Regions from separate parts of the Hordeum vulgare genome. Here regions 1 and 2 are each linked to region 3. The links are chromatin contacts, called in public Hi-C maps. All regions are on one chromosome and are shown on one strand. Each heading gives the region's core, a stretch centred on a gene start, on an enhancer-like site or on the middle of the called end of the contact. The rest is flanking DNA. Distances are from core to core; before and after follow the strand shown. Region 1 holds the start of LOC123407407 (zinc transporter 10-like). Region 2 has its middle 170 kb from the start of LOC123411795. Region 3 holds the start of LOC123413593 (heterogeneous nuclear ribonucleoprotein 1-like).

What was found. A called contact is a pair of places that touch in the nucleus more often than the background predicts.
Region 1: a Hi-C map of seedling shows a contact between it and region 3, with 3 times the contacts expected there. The contact joins the promoter of LOC123407407 here to the promoter of LOC123413593 in region 3. A contact is called at or near these places in 3 of 6 Hi-C or Micro-C datasets (leaf and seedling) and 1 of 1 datasets of contacts at active chromatin or transcription factors (embryo).
Region 2: a contact with region 3 is called in a Hi-C map of seedling, with 5 times the contacts expected there. The contact joins the enhancer-like site here to the promoter of LOC123413593 in region 3. A contact is called at or near these places in 3 of 6 Hi-C or Micro-C datasets (leaf and seedling).

What each region holds. Positions count from the first base shown.
Region 1 is chr7H:507,843,375-507,847,958 of MorexV3_pseudomolecules_assembly, forward strand. It overlaps LOC123407407 (zinc transporter 10-like), which reads right to left and starts at 2,503. Exons shown (of 6, transcript XR_006612596.1): 1 at 2,331-2,503; 2 at 2,124-2,178; 3 at 1,288-2,006; 4 at 387-536; 5 at 1-271.
Region 2 is chr7H:508,595,016-508,599,475 of MorexV3_pseudomolecules_assembly, forward strand. No RefSeq gene overlaps it. Among protein-coding and RNA genes, the nearest start is that of LOC123411795, 170 kb to the left of the region's middle. Within about 2 kb of position 3,161, at least 3 of the 3 cell types and tissues checked have open chromatin away from gene starts, as enhancers often do. A contact at or near this core is called in leaf and seedling, where this site is marked.
Region 3 is chr7H:508,124,502-508,128,829 of MorexV3_pseudomolecules_assembly, forward strand. It overlaps LOC123413593 (heterogeneous nuclear ribonucleoprotein 1-like), which reads right to left and starts at 2,752. Exons shown (of 6, transcript XM_045106529.1): 1 at 2,280-2,752; 2 at 2,146-2,186. The coding sequence starts at 2,506.

The sequences.
Region 1 (4,584 bases), core at 1,253-3,752, 280 kb before region 3:
CCCCAACAAACAAGGCAACGTATGAGCACACTTGCAGCCTCGGATTGCAGCTCATCTTCCGGCTAAGGAAATCAGCAGCAATGAGGTCCACTAATGCCATATAGATCAGTATACCAGATGAAACTGAATCCAGAATACCCTCCACTACCAATGCCCTGGGGCTGTTGGCGTTGTAGAACGACGCGATCCCCGCCCCGACAGTGATCCCAACTGGTGTTGTGATAGCAAAGAAGAAAGCCATCAGGAGCGCCGAGAAACTCTTGAACTGAGCCTGCATTTGTTCATACAGAATGTGATGAATTGATGCAATTAACATCAAGGCACATGAGTGCTAACTTCGAGTGAGGAACTGTTAACCATAGTGCAGAAATGAAGTGGATATTAACCTCGGAAATGCAGCCACCCAAGGCAAAACCCTCGAAGAACTGGTGGAAGGAGAGGGCAGCAACAAGAGGCTTAATGGTACACGGGCTCTGCGAAACGCCCAAGGATAGCCCGATGATCACGGAATGTGATACAATCCCCATTTCCAGAATCTTGCCAACAATACAGAAAATCACTATTTAGCATGCTTTGCAGATTTCCAAACTAAAAACATCTATCACGGTAGCACATTTCGAATAGTTTTACTCATAGATATGTGCACTTGTACAACATTTTTCAGATATAACGCAAAGGAAATTTCGCTGGCCTGAAAAAGATCTTATATTATGGGACGGAGGGGGTGTGTTTACATAGCTAACCTGCATACAAAGGTAGTAAGAGCATCTCCAACAGGCGCCCAAAAAGTGATCCGTGCGCTAAAAGATTCGTTTTTTGGGCGCCGAACAGCTCCAACAGACGTTGCAAAACAGTGCGCGCGCTAAAAAAAATTAGGCGCGCGTTGAAAAGCGCTATTGCGCGCGGCATATTTGGTGCGCCAGCTTGCGCGCGCAGCAAACTCTGTGTTGCTGCCGGTGGGGTCGCTGGATTGGGCTGGATTGAACGCCCACTAGCGAGCGTCTGTTGGAGATACTATGGTCCCCGTGTTTTAAAAATGCTACAATGACGCCCTAAAAATTTTATTGGACGCGATATTTTTTTGCTGCTGTTGGAGATGCTCTAATAATTCTAGGTTTTGTGAATTTCAAGTTGTCTGATCTTTGGATCACTGGCTTTTTCGTTGGGAGATTGACTTGCAATATTATTCGATTCTGAATTTTTCATTCAACGCATAAAAGATGTGACTTGTGTTTAACTAAAAGTTCGTTGCCTTAAGAACTGGTAACAATATTAAATTGCATGTACCTGCGAGACAACCACATGATGAGCTTGGGACGGCCTCTCCTCGCTCCCATGCCCATGGTCGTGGCCATGGCCGTGGGCGTGGGCGTGGGCGTGGGCGTCGTACACGGCTCCTCCATCGCACGCGTCATGTCCATGCGCATGGCTGTGCTGGTGCGCGGCCGCGTGCGCTCGCATGCCCACGATATGCATGGCGTCCTGCTTCTCGTCGTCTCCGCTCACCGCGGCGGCAGCAATCCCTGCGAGTGTGCCGTCCTCGAGCAGCGCAGTGGTGTCGTCAGCAGTGGCCGCGGCGGCGGCGGCCTCCTCGCCGTGCCTGCGCTCGTAGAAGCGGGTGCCGACGAACTCCATGACGAGCGTCCCCAGCGCGGCGAGCATGGCGATGAAGCCCGGGAAGGGGAACCGGCGCCACGGCGTGGCCGGGAGGCACGGGTCCGCGAACTTCTCCTCCGCGTCGTGCATCATGTGCACGAACCCCGTGGCGAGGATCACCCCCGCCGCGAACGCCTTGGCGAGCACGAAAGTCCCGCCGCCGGAGGACGCGCCCTCGCCGCCGCTGCCGCGGCGACGCCTCCGGCCGACGAGCGGGATGGCGACGCCGACCGCGCCGGCGATGAGGATGGCGGCGACGGCCACCATCTTGAGCCTGAGCGCGGCCGCCTCGTCGCGGCACTCCTCGTCGTCGCCCGCCCCCTCCTCGCAGCTCGCCGTGGAGACGGACGCTGCCATCGCCGACGACCAAGCGGTGCCCCGCCGCGTCAGAATCACGAGCTCCCATGATGGGTTTAGCGAGGAAATAACCATAAATAGCCCCTTAATCATCATGTCTGTGTTCGTACCTGCGAATTGGTGTAGGTGGGCGCGGAGATAGGGGACGTAGTACGACTCCATCTCCTGCCATTACAAGAATCAGAATAACCGAATGATCATCACCAAAAGCAAACGAATTCCGCCTCGCAATTCAGCGCTGTGTGCTTGTCAACGAGGGAATCAAGAAGCTAGCGAGCCAGCAGTCCACGGACAAGGGGGGGAAGGAAGGCGCTCACCTCGATGAACGCCATGGCAGCCGCGGAGAAATAGAATGACAATCCGATCCTGCTCCGCCCGCAGGTCTCCACTCTCCACGCGACAGTCGACGGATTGTTCGATCGGAATCGAGGAATGAAATTAAAACCAATTTATCACCGCGCGGCGCGCCTGCATGCGGCGGGGGAGCAGACACATGCGTCGCCACATCGGCGCGCGGGGCCACCACCACCACGGAGAGGGTGTCGTCATCCCCCCACGCCGCCGCCGTCGTCGGTTGGGATCGCACGGGCCCCGGCGGATGGGCCCGGTAGGGCGTGCGGGGCAGTGGGTCACGCGGGCCCTGTCGTCAGTGGGTCGCCGCGGAGGGGAGCGGTCAGGCTTGCGGGGTGGCGTGCGTGGGGGCCGTTATCAGTGGTTCGCGTGGGCCGGCATTTTGTTACGGTGGACGCGGGCAAGTGGACGTGGAGGTACGACGGTGTCGACACTATGGCGAGCGGCTCGCGCCCGTGCCTGTGCCGCCGGACGGTCGTTGTGGGCGGCATGATCTACGCCCGGATTGCCAACTGCGATCCCGCCTTGGCTCTACATGCATTGTCTACGAATCTCACACACAATAAATCAATAATCTATTGGAAGGAGTTGTGTTGCGTTCTACTAGTTCTTTCCGACGAAAGGTACACTCGCCCGGTTTTTACACGTGAAGCCTCTCAGGAATTCCCAGCAAAGTCTCAGGCTCTGCTAGTTCTCGGCGGTCCCACTTGTATAATACGAGTAAGCGGTCCCACTTAATCACCTCAAATTTTAATACAATCACTCTGCTTTTAACCAATAATAAAGATAAAATGCTGAAACAAAAAGATCGATGCTCATGCTGACTTTAAATTCACACAAGACAAAATCGAGAAAGGGGTCAGAATATCTCCAATAGTATGTTTGTTGGTAAATTTAGTATATCACCAACTATTAACTCATTCGCATCTAGTTTATTTAGTGGTTGAAGAAATAATTTACAAATTACAATGATGACATATTGATCTGCTTTATCTATTAAGTGTGCCCGTGCAATGCACGTATTATTGATTGGCAAATAATTAATAATCGTAGGGACAAATATATTAATAATGAAATAAAAGAAATAGTACTAACATAAGAGAAACAATAAATATGGTTACAAATGTTGTATAATACAAAAGGAATTATACTCGGATTAAGACTGAACATATTTGTCCATAGTAGGTGTTGTAATTACCAATTTCAATTCGTTGAACCAAACATCGCACCTTGTTATATGCTTTATTATAGACCCTAAATAGAGATTACTATTCCAAAATTATTTGGCAGGGAGAGAGAGCTCACATGCCTAGAGAGCTTGCAGCCATTGGCACCTCCATCTTCGGCAATAGTTTTTCAGAACTGGGAAGTACCGGCTGTAATTGGAGCACTTGTACCCTTCACTGTGGCAGCTCTGGAACTTGCGATGCCTCCAGCAATAGAAAATGTAGCGGCAACACATGGCCAAAATTAACAAAAATGACCCCTGGGACGAAAGAACTCACGGATTGATCCCTCGGGAGAAATAATTCACCGGCCTGACCCTTTTGTGTGGCGCCCGACACCTCGGCGCCACACTGTACTGTGTGACGCCTAGGGGTTAGGCGCCACACCCCCGACCACGTGGCAGGGAGGGCCCCACCCCCAGGCAGTGTGACGCCTAAGCCTCAGGCGTCACCCACCCCCGACCAACGGCATCCTCTTTGCACTAGAAATAGTCATCATAGCCGACGACCCCCTCTCTAATACGGTTGAACAGATGCCTACTCATATGGAAACGGCGGCGGAATATTTGATATTTGAACAACGGGTTTGTTGTATCAAAGTAGTCCTTCCAAAGAAGGAAATGCCCGCTCTCTCGGTTGCGATTCAACGCCGGAAGGTGGCCCGGAATGGAGCCACGGAACAACGATCTGGCTGTTGAGGTGGTGATGGACCAACACGGCAGCCAATATCTCCTCCTCGTCATCGGACGACGAATCGTCGAAGTCGCAAAGGAAATTGTGAAAAAAGAAGTCGTCGACGGAGTCCATTTTCTACCTTGGCAAACTGTCGAACAGCTTGCGGGCGTCGACGAAGGAGACGACCGGCGTAGGGAGTCGCGGCGCGCACGGACCAGCTAGCTACCCTGCCGGCGGCCGATGAGTGGGCCGGCGTCCGACGAGCGTGCCGGTGTGGTGGGGGCGCGGGGGTGGGAAGCAGTCGGATCCCCGGCGGCGG
Region 2 (4,460 bases), core at 1,911-4,410, 470 kb after region 3:
CCCGCTACCCCATTTCTCCATAGATTGGTTTTCAGTAGTGCTTCGCAAGCCCTGCTGAAACCTGTGCCACCATCATAACCACCACACTGGCGTGCTGGTCGTAATCCCATCTACTTGTCTTTCTAGCTTGATGGATCAAGAAGGAGGAGACGTCATCGAGTCGCACATGTGCTGAACGCGAAGGTGTCGTCCGTTTGGCGCTGGATCGGCTTGGATCGCGATTGGATCGTGAAGAGTATGACTACATCAGTCGTGTTATATACGCTTCCGCTTAATGGTCTACAATGGTATGTAGACACACTCTCCCATCTCGTTGCTATGCATCTTCATAGATAGATCTTGGGTGTTCGTCAGAATTTTTTTGTTTTCCATGCAAAGTTCTCCAGTAGTACATACATACTCATCCAGATAATGCACACACCCCATCATACATCTATGAGTATCTTGGATTCCAAGAGATCGAGCCGACATATATTGAAGTCATTATAAAAAACTCACTATCAATGAGAACACCACATCTCACTGGAAAAAAAATCTCCTTTATTAGACACGCATGTGTCAAAACCTGAAATTTGATGCCTCGGCCCGGAGAACGCATCGACCCAAACCCAAAAAATATTTGCTCGGTGTCTGTCTGGGCGCATTTTGGGCCAAAATTTGCACCCAGTTTGTGTCCACGCGGACATGAGATGGATGCGTCACCCGTATGCTCGATGTCCATTGTGGGCCTGTCAGTCGGCCGCCCAACCACCACCTCCAGTCATATTATACGCGGCCACCTACCTTGGGCTCGCTTGGCAATGGGTGAAAGTATCGGCTCGCCGTCCTTTTTTAATGCAAGCATGCGGCGGGGTCCGGCCTCATCCACTTCCTCTCTCCGTCCACATATGGTCAAACTCGCTCCCTTGCTGCGACACCAAAAACCTAGCCACCCTAGCCATGGGTTTCTTTTGAAAGCGCAAGGGGAAGCTCACCCCGGTGCCAGCTCTTCCTGCGCGCTATCATCGCCGCCACTAGCTCCTCCACGCTGCGGGCCATGGGAGCAGTTATACATGCTCGTGCACCAAGCGCACTAGCACTAGGAGTATCGCTAGTCGTTGTCGTATCCGGATGTCAACCTGCCCCACGACTGGCATCTGGACCCGCACCGCATCCCCGTGACGGTGTTGTCGCGGTTGCTGCGAGCGCACACAGACGAGGTACGCCGGTGTCGCGCCCTCCTTACGCTGGAGCAGTGGCGTCTCCCTGCCTACGCGTGAGACTGCCCCAAGTGGGAGGCCTGGTTAGCGATGAAGCACGACGCCGCACCAAGTGGCAGTGTGCAGCTCGATCGTGTCTATGTGTCGCCACCCCAGAGGTCAAGCCAAAGGAGGAGGAGGATACGACCTACATGGCTGCTCTGGAGGCGGCGACGCAATAGGCCCTCGAGGAGAGCAGCCGTGACGAGGACAAGCGTTGGGTCGGAAGCCCTGGAGGAGGCCCTCGCGTTGTCGCGGAGGGGGACTCCGTCTACGCCTCGCTCTACCCAACGCCATCGCCACCGTCGCCACTTTTCCTCGAGCCCAAGGCCGAGCCCGAGCGCACGTCCACGCCCCCGCGCACCCCACGGCGCCAACGTGACCCGAGGAAAGGTAGGGGTGGAACAAAACTTTGTTCCCGAGTGGGTGAGCGCGCCTGCCGTCTACATGGGCACTCCGCCAGAGGAGGATCCGATCCACCTCAAGCGTTAGAGGCAACATTTGTTGGCGGAGGAGCGGGCCGACGACGAGCGCCAGGAGCAGATCGAGCGCGACCTAGAGGACGTGTGCCGCGAGCAGGAGAAGGGGTGCGCCCACCACACTACAATGCCACCGCCGAAACAGACACGGGAGGAGGCGCTAGCGACGTGGGAGAGCGCATTCCCATGGGTTGGACCGCCGCCAACCTTCGTATACCTCACCGGCGATGATGGCTGCAAGGAATGCGACAATGATGACGGCAAGGCCTAGAGCAGCATGCGGGCGGGCTTTTAGTTTTTTTATGTTTTATTAATGCTTAAATGGACTTTGACCGGCTGCTTAATGTTTATTTCTTTTTTGGTCACATCTTTATTATTATTATTTCTGGACGCGGAGAAAATGTGTTGGTCATCCATGGAACGACGGGGCAGATCTAAACAAAAAGACGGACAATGATATCTTTACCTAATAATAAAGAGGTTATCGCTTCCGTCGGAAAACCCACCGAGGTGATTTTACAAAAAAGCCCTTACTGTTTATGACATTAAACTCGTAGTATATATTAAATATATTTTTAAATACTCATATCTTTTAAACCGTAACTCCAAATTTAACATATTATACATGGAATTTGATTAGAAAAATATGTAGAATTTAAATATGATATTATTTTATCTGTTAAACATTTAATAAAAATACTATCTAGGGTGCAATCTTAATAAATAAGTCATTATTCGTCTTTCTTTCATACCAGTACTCATCCGGGTTGGGGATGAACACGTCAACAAAATCATGATTAGAGATGAAACTGAAGGTCACTTGACTGATTCTTTGTACGTATTAAATCTACATGCAAGCTGTGTTAAAATAGAAGACCTGTGAAATTTTGAACTGCATTTTTGTAGGATAAGACCATCTTTATTTGTATCGTAACTATAAATTCTCAAATTATAGACATTTTTTATAAATTAAGAGCGTGTGTCGTGTGGTATTTCTTTCTTCCGTTGCAACGCATGAGCCCTTTTGCTAGTAGATAAAAGACGGAAAAACACGTCTGTTTAGATGTTGGAGTTGCTCTTTCCCGTGTATTCTTTGTTTTTCCATTTATTCGCGTAGTTGCACGCTATATCCTTCCCGTTCCCGTTCAATGTCCTATAATTGTCAGCTAGGGTTCAACTATTGCTCTTTTTCTCCAAGTGATGAATCGTCAGGATAATTTGACAGAAACGGTGGGAGCCTGCCTGCCTGCCCGCCCGCCCGCCCGCCCGCCCCGGTAGACACGGCAGATTCACCGTCATGCGTGAAGAAATCAAGCAAGGCTGATGGCGATGCATGCAAGAATTCCATTGCTATACGTACGTGCCACTGGTGGTAGTAGGTTCTCAGTCGCGTCACCGTCTCCTTTTCCGGGGCCTCAGGGCAGTGCGAAGTGCGTGCGAGGAACGGTTGGCCCTAGTGGCGGTGCTTGTCAGCTTATGGTTGGAGCCCCTCCCCTGGGATAGCTACGTGCGCTGCTTACACACTCACCGGCTAAAACCCTCCCCACTCCACCAATTCTTATTCCTTGGAAGAAGAAAAGCTCAGTGAACGCATACACTATCTGCACTCGTACGTAATGCACGGTCCTCGCATGACGGCATGGATCCACGATAGACGCACCACGCCGGCCTCCCACGGTTAACAATGAGATGATTTTAATTGGAATTGCTCACGGAAGAGAGTGCTAGCCGGGGTCAAGCACAAGAAAATATGTGCGTTCGAGGGGAAAGAGAAAGAGGTTGCTGCACCTGCACTGCTGCACATGCGCATCACGTCGTCGGGATAGGCGCGACGACTGAGCTTCCGAGTCATTCGGTCTCTCGTCTTCGGTTCGGATCTGATGCCTATGCCCCGCGTGCCATCCAGAGCGTCGACACTGAGGGCGGCTCCTTCATCTCGGCGAGCGCTTTCTCTTCCTGTGATTGGACAGGAGGTGGTGGCCGTCATGTCACCCGCAAAGGTCTCACGATCCGCCGGTTTGTTTACTCCATCCTCCGATCGACGACGATCTTGTTCAAAGCTACTACGTATTTGCGGATCCGCGCTTCACTGGCAGTTTTTAAAGTGACTACTAGTGCTGCTTGCCCTGATGTGCGCTTCAGAACTCGTCGGGCGTCCTATTTTTCTTGTCGATGTTTTACATGATGAAGGGCATAACATGTTAAACAAATTATATGATTATAAATTATAGAGTATTTGATAACGAATCTAAATACATATTTTTATAAACTATAGTACAATGCATGTTTTTATAGTTTCATTAAAGATATACAAATTGATGCCCCACTTATAAAGCCAATCAGACGGAATTCGAAATTGGCCGTTTTAATTTTTGGAACAAGCCCGTGGGTAATATGACGGCCCATTTTGATTTTCACTTAGCGTCAAATATGGGAAATGCTATTCGCCGCATCTTGCCGCAAATAGCCGTCGCTCCGCACACCCCCAGACCATACTTGGGCCGGCCAGTTTGGTTAGCCACCGGTTTTGGGAACCTTCTAGGAGGTGCCCTGAATCAGTTTTTTTTACCCTTTTTTCTTCTTTTTTCGTTTTTATGTTTCTGTTTCTGTTTCTTATTTTCTATTTTATTTTTCCTTTCTTCTGTTCTTTTTTTTTGTTTATTTATTTGTAAGGTTATTTTATATTTCTTTCAAATAAGAACAGTTCGACAATTGTTCTTAAAATTAGAATTTCTTTTTTTGC
Region 3 (4,328 bases), core at 1,502-4,001:
GCGGCAATACTAGGCTTCCCTCATCTGATCATCACGTGATCTCGCTGCATTCACCGCCGGCGACGACATATACACGGCCGCATCCAGTGCCACTGGCCGGGATGATTCGTCGGTCGGGCATCGAGAGGGAAGGTGAGATGGTGGTCGAGCCGCCGCTGGAGATAGGCGAGCACATGCAGCACATGTCGATCGTCCATCACCCTCGTGTGCCTCCTGCGATGAAGCCAAGGTTAACATATTCTCACCTGTCTGATCTAGCTTCCACACGAACCGATGGGCACTACTACGTGTCAAAACATGCCATACTCGATGTTGCGTGCGTGCGTGCAGGAAGAGCCAATCGAAGATGGTGGTGTGCATCCCGACGACGACGACGACGCCGGGGCGAGCGGCCGGCATAGCACGAGCTGCGAGGTGGTGCCGTCGGACCTGTGAGCGTGGAGGAAGTACGGGCAGAAGCCCATCAAGGGGTCGCCGTACCCGAGGGGTTACTACCGCTGCAGCAGCTCCAAGGGGTGCCCAGCGAGGAAGCAGGGCCGACCCGAGATACCCATCAGGCCAGCAAAGCCATGGGCATTTATAAGAAATGGGTCGCCCCGCGGCCTCATAAATTGGCCTTGAGGCCATGAGGGCCAGGTCCAAGGCCAGGGCCGGGTCGGCCCATTCCCATCCTGACTTGGAAGTAAGTTACCTTTCCCCTATCCCCAACGTTCCGAACTTTACCCTACCCAAATCAACTCGTTATGGATCACAATTTCCTAATTTAACTTGACAAAAGAATTTCAGCTTCCTAAACAGGAGTCAGCACATATAGCAGTCCAAACACCCCCCAATTACAATTAGTCAATTACCAATATTATCATTCATAGCCGTTAAAATTTTGTGAATTTAATACAGCATTCATAAAAGATGCATCTAACATGAAACAAAATCTCAGATCCACACTCAATCCATACATATAGAGAAACTAAAAGGAAAAGGTCGGCTATAAATAGTAGCTAAAACTGTTCATTTGCTCCCTCTGTTCCTCAATACATAGCATAAATTGGTTTCGGGTTTTTTTTTAACTACAGAACATATTGTGTTTCTCTCGCAACCGGATTACCTATTTCACCCCTTCCCATACTGGAAGCCAATTACACATGCATGCATGGGGAAACAGGAGGGATAGGAGTGAGCGACATGTGAGGGGAAAAGAGACCAGTGCCAGTTATGGCCAAAGGCTATGGAGAAAGAGAGACAGAGAGAGATTACTCTTGAGTTTTGAGGGTATAAGCATCCATCTAGCACAATTTTATCTACACTTTGCCCTGATCATCATGCGTGCTGGAGCTAAAACACTAAAACGCTGGGCAATATGGAGTGGAGGGAGTACTATTTAGAGCCAAGTTTATTGTTTTCGTTTCTTTATATGTGCATAAAATTTTGACCTGAAATATACTCCCTCCACTCCATGTAACAAAAGGTTTGTGTGAACATTGTAACACAAAGTTCAGAATTTCAATGCTTTTGGGATATCTAAGCAAACCGATCTCAGTATCTCACAACTTTCAAGCAAGTTTCCCTCAGATTAATTAATTTCTTCATGATGGCACCATTCATGAAAATACATGTTCCACCTAAGCAAGCTAGCCAGGCATGCAGGAATGGAGAATTTTATCGTTAATAACAGACACCAAACTGGCTTTAGATAGAATAGCAAGAAATGTGTAGCCATATATTCTTGCTCTGTGTCCCCTTTTTCTTGACCAATGTGCGAAGTAAAAGATCACTGAGATTAGGTTGGCCCACAAATCACTAAGTTATAATTTTGGTTCTTGCCCATTGAAAATATACGGCTGAAAACAATGTATAACCTTCTTACAACAGAAGAAATAAGCAATCCAGAAGTACACTGTATTTTCATGTGATGAGGTTCATCAGACAATCAAGCCTAGCCATGAAATGACGTTGAGGTGCTCTTGTCTTGTAAATGCAAAATAAGTTTGTTTATGTTGATCTAATGCACCTAACTACTTTTTTGTTCTTAACTCTTTTTGGATGTTTGTAATGAAGTCACTTACAGCAGGGGCATTTTGTATGACAGGTCTAAAAACTAAAATCGTCCCCATCCTTGGCAATACCCTACAGGAATTACTTATCTACCTTCGGTTGTCTCCCAGGCTACACCCCCAACGAAAATTTTCCTGTAGAGAAGCACAGACCAAACCAAACGAGTTAACCAAACTTCATCCAGTCCAACAGACCAAACCAAAAACCTAAAAGCGCAACGGACTCACCCGGACCCGTCGGCGGGCTCGGCAGGCACGTCCCTGCCGCCTTGCACGCCACCGGCCTCTCCGCTACCAACGACCTCCCCTCCACCTCCTCCATCTCGCGCCCCATCGGCGGTGGGCCTCTCCTCCTCCTCTTCCTCCTCTACCTCCTCTTCGACCTCCTCTTCCACCTCCTCGTCCTCCTCGTAGCCGTTCATGGCGTCCTGGTTCTCCTCCTCGTACCCTGCCATACCACCGCCAGAGACCACGACCACCACGGCGCCCGAACGGGGCTCGGAGACCCGCGGAACCCTAGCTCCGGATCGAAGCGGGCGGCGAGGCGCAGCGGCTGAATTGCCTGGTAGGAGTAGGCGATGGCGTTGGGAGGGTGGTGGGGTTTAGGGGTTCGTGGCCGGAGCTAACCCTAGCTGCGCCGCTTCGAGAGCTCGAGTGAGGTTGGTGGAGAGAATGAGGGGCGGTGGACGGTAGGGGGGGTGGCGGCGGAGCGGTCGGGAGGGGATTTTAGCCCGGTGCCGTGTGAGCCCGAGCTGGCTGGGACCGTCGGATGGCGCATCACGATTCGTGCCGTCGCTAAAAAAGTGCCGGGCTATGCTCTCGCTTTTCCGTGGCTTCCCGGAATGGCATCGTGTTCGATTCGATTCGAGTCGATTACAGCGATGATGCTTTCTTTTAAAAAAAACATTATCAAACTTTATTTAACCTCCCACAACCAGGATTTCATCAGAGATTACATGTAGAATGCAGCCATGGGGTTCGTTAGGCCAAAACCTGCAAAGTTCCTTAGTAACACCTTCTCGAACTAACAAATGTGCACACTGGTTCCTGTCCTTCTAACCCACGAAACTTTGAAACCTTGGAGAGTCTTTCCCAGCAGCTTGATTTCTTCAACTATTGGGCCTGCCGCACTCAAGTTCTTTGTCTGCTCGTTCACCATGGCTGCCACTCCCTTGCTATCGACTTCAACATGCACCCTGGTAGCTTCCGATTGGATCGCCAGTTGCACCGCCTTACGGCAAGCAAGTAACTTGACCACCTCGGAATCAGAGACATCCCGAAACACATAGCATGCACCCCCTCTGTACGCACCATCATGGTCTCGGAGGACCACTCCTCTGCCACCACGATCTCGTAACTTTGCCAAAGCTCCATCAGAATTTGCCTTGAGCCACCCTTGCTCTAGCGGATTCCATCTCACAACCGGTGTTGGGTTGGTACTCCTTGGTTGTTTCATATGAATGGCAGTCCATTCTGTGATGTGCTGATATACATTATCTGCAATCACTCTAGGATCCACAATTATTTTCCCTTCCCTAGCATCATTTCTTGCTAGCCATAGCCCATACACAGCATGTACCATAAGCTCCTGCTCCGAGCTCCCCGCCTCCGCAAACCACTGCAACAGCCATGAGGCAAGCTCTCCATGGGATCCTTCAGACACCTACGGGATCGCCACCGGAACCCCTTTCTCAGAGCTTAACACCTTCCAGAACATGGTTGAATGCGGATACTCTCAGAAGCAATGCAAATTTGTTTCTTCTCTGCCACAGACCGTGCAAAAAATGTATGGTTTGATTTTCCTCCGGTGTAGCTCGGCACCGACAGCCAACCCATTTTTTATCAAACGCCACATATGGATCTTTACCTTCCCAGGAGCATTGGTATTCCAGAGCGCAAGCCAGCTTTGATGTTTATGAACCGATGATGAGGACTCCGGCCGTCCGAATTTGGTCCTTTTTGCGTCATACAGAGACGATAAGCTGATCGTACGCTGCACTAGCCCAACTTGGTGAAGTTCCATGCTAAATGGTCGCTGCTACCCGGGCCACCAATGGTGATTTGCTTTATATCGTATGCATCATCGGCTGTGAACATAGCCTGCAGTTTTTCATGGTCCCAAGCAGTTCCATCGGCACTTAGTAAGTCGCTGACATGAGTTATTCCATGTACGAAAACCTGCCCTAGAGGTTTTAAACTCCCTGCCCTTGGAATCCAATTTTCATGGTGTATGTTAATGTCCGCCCCATCACCAATACGCCAAACCACTCCTTCTCT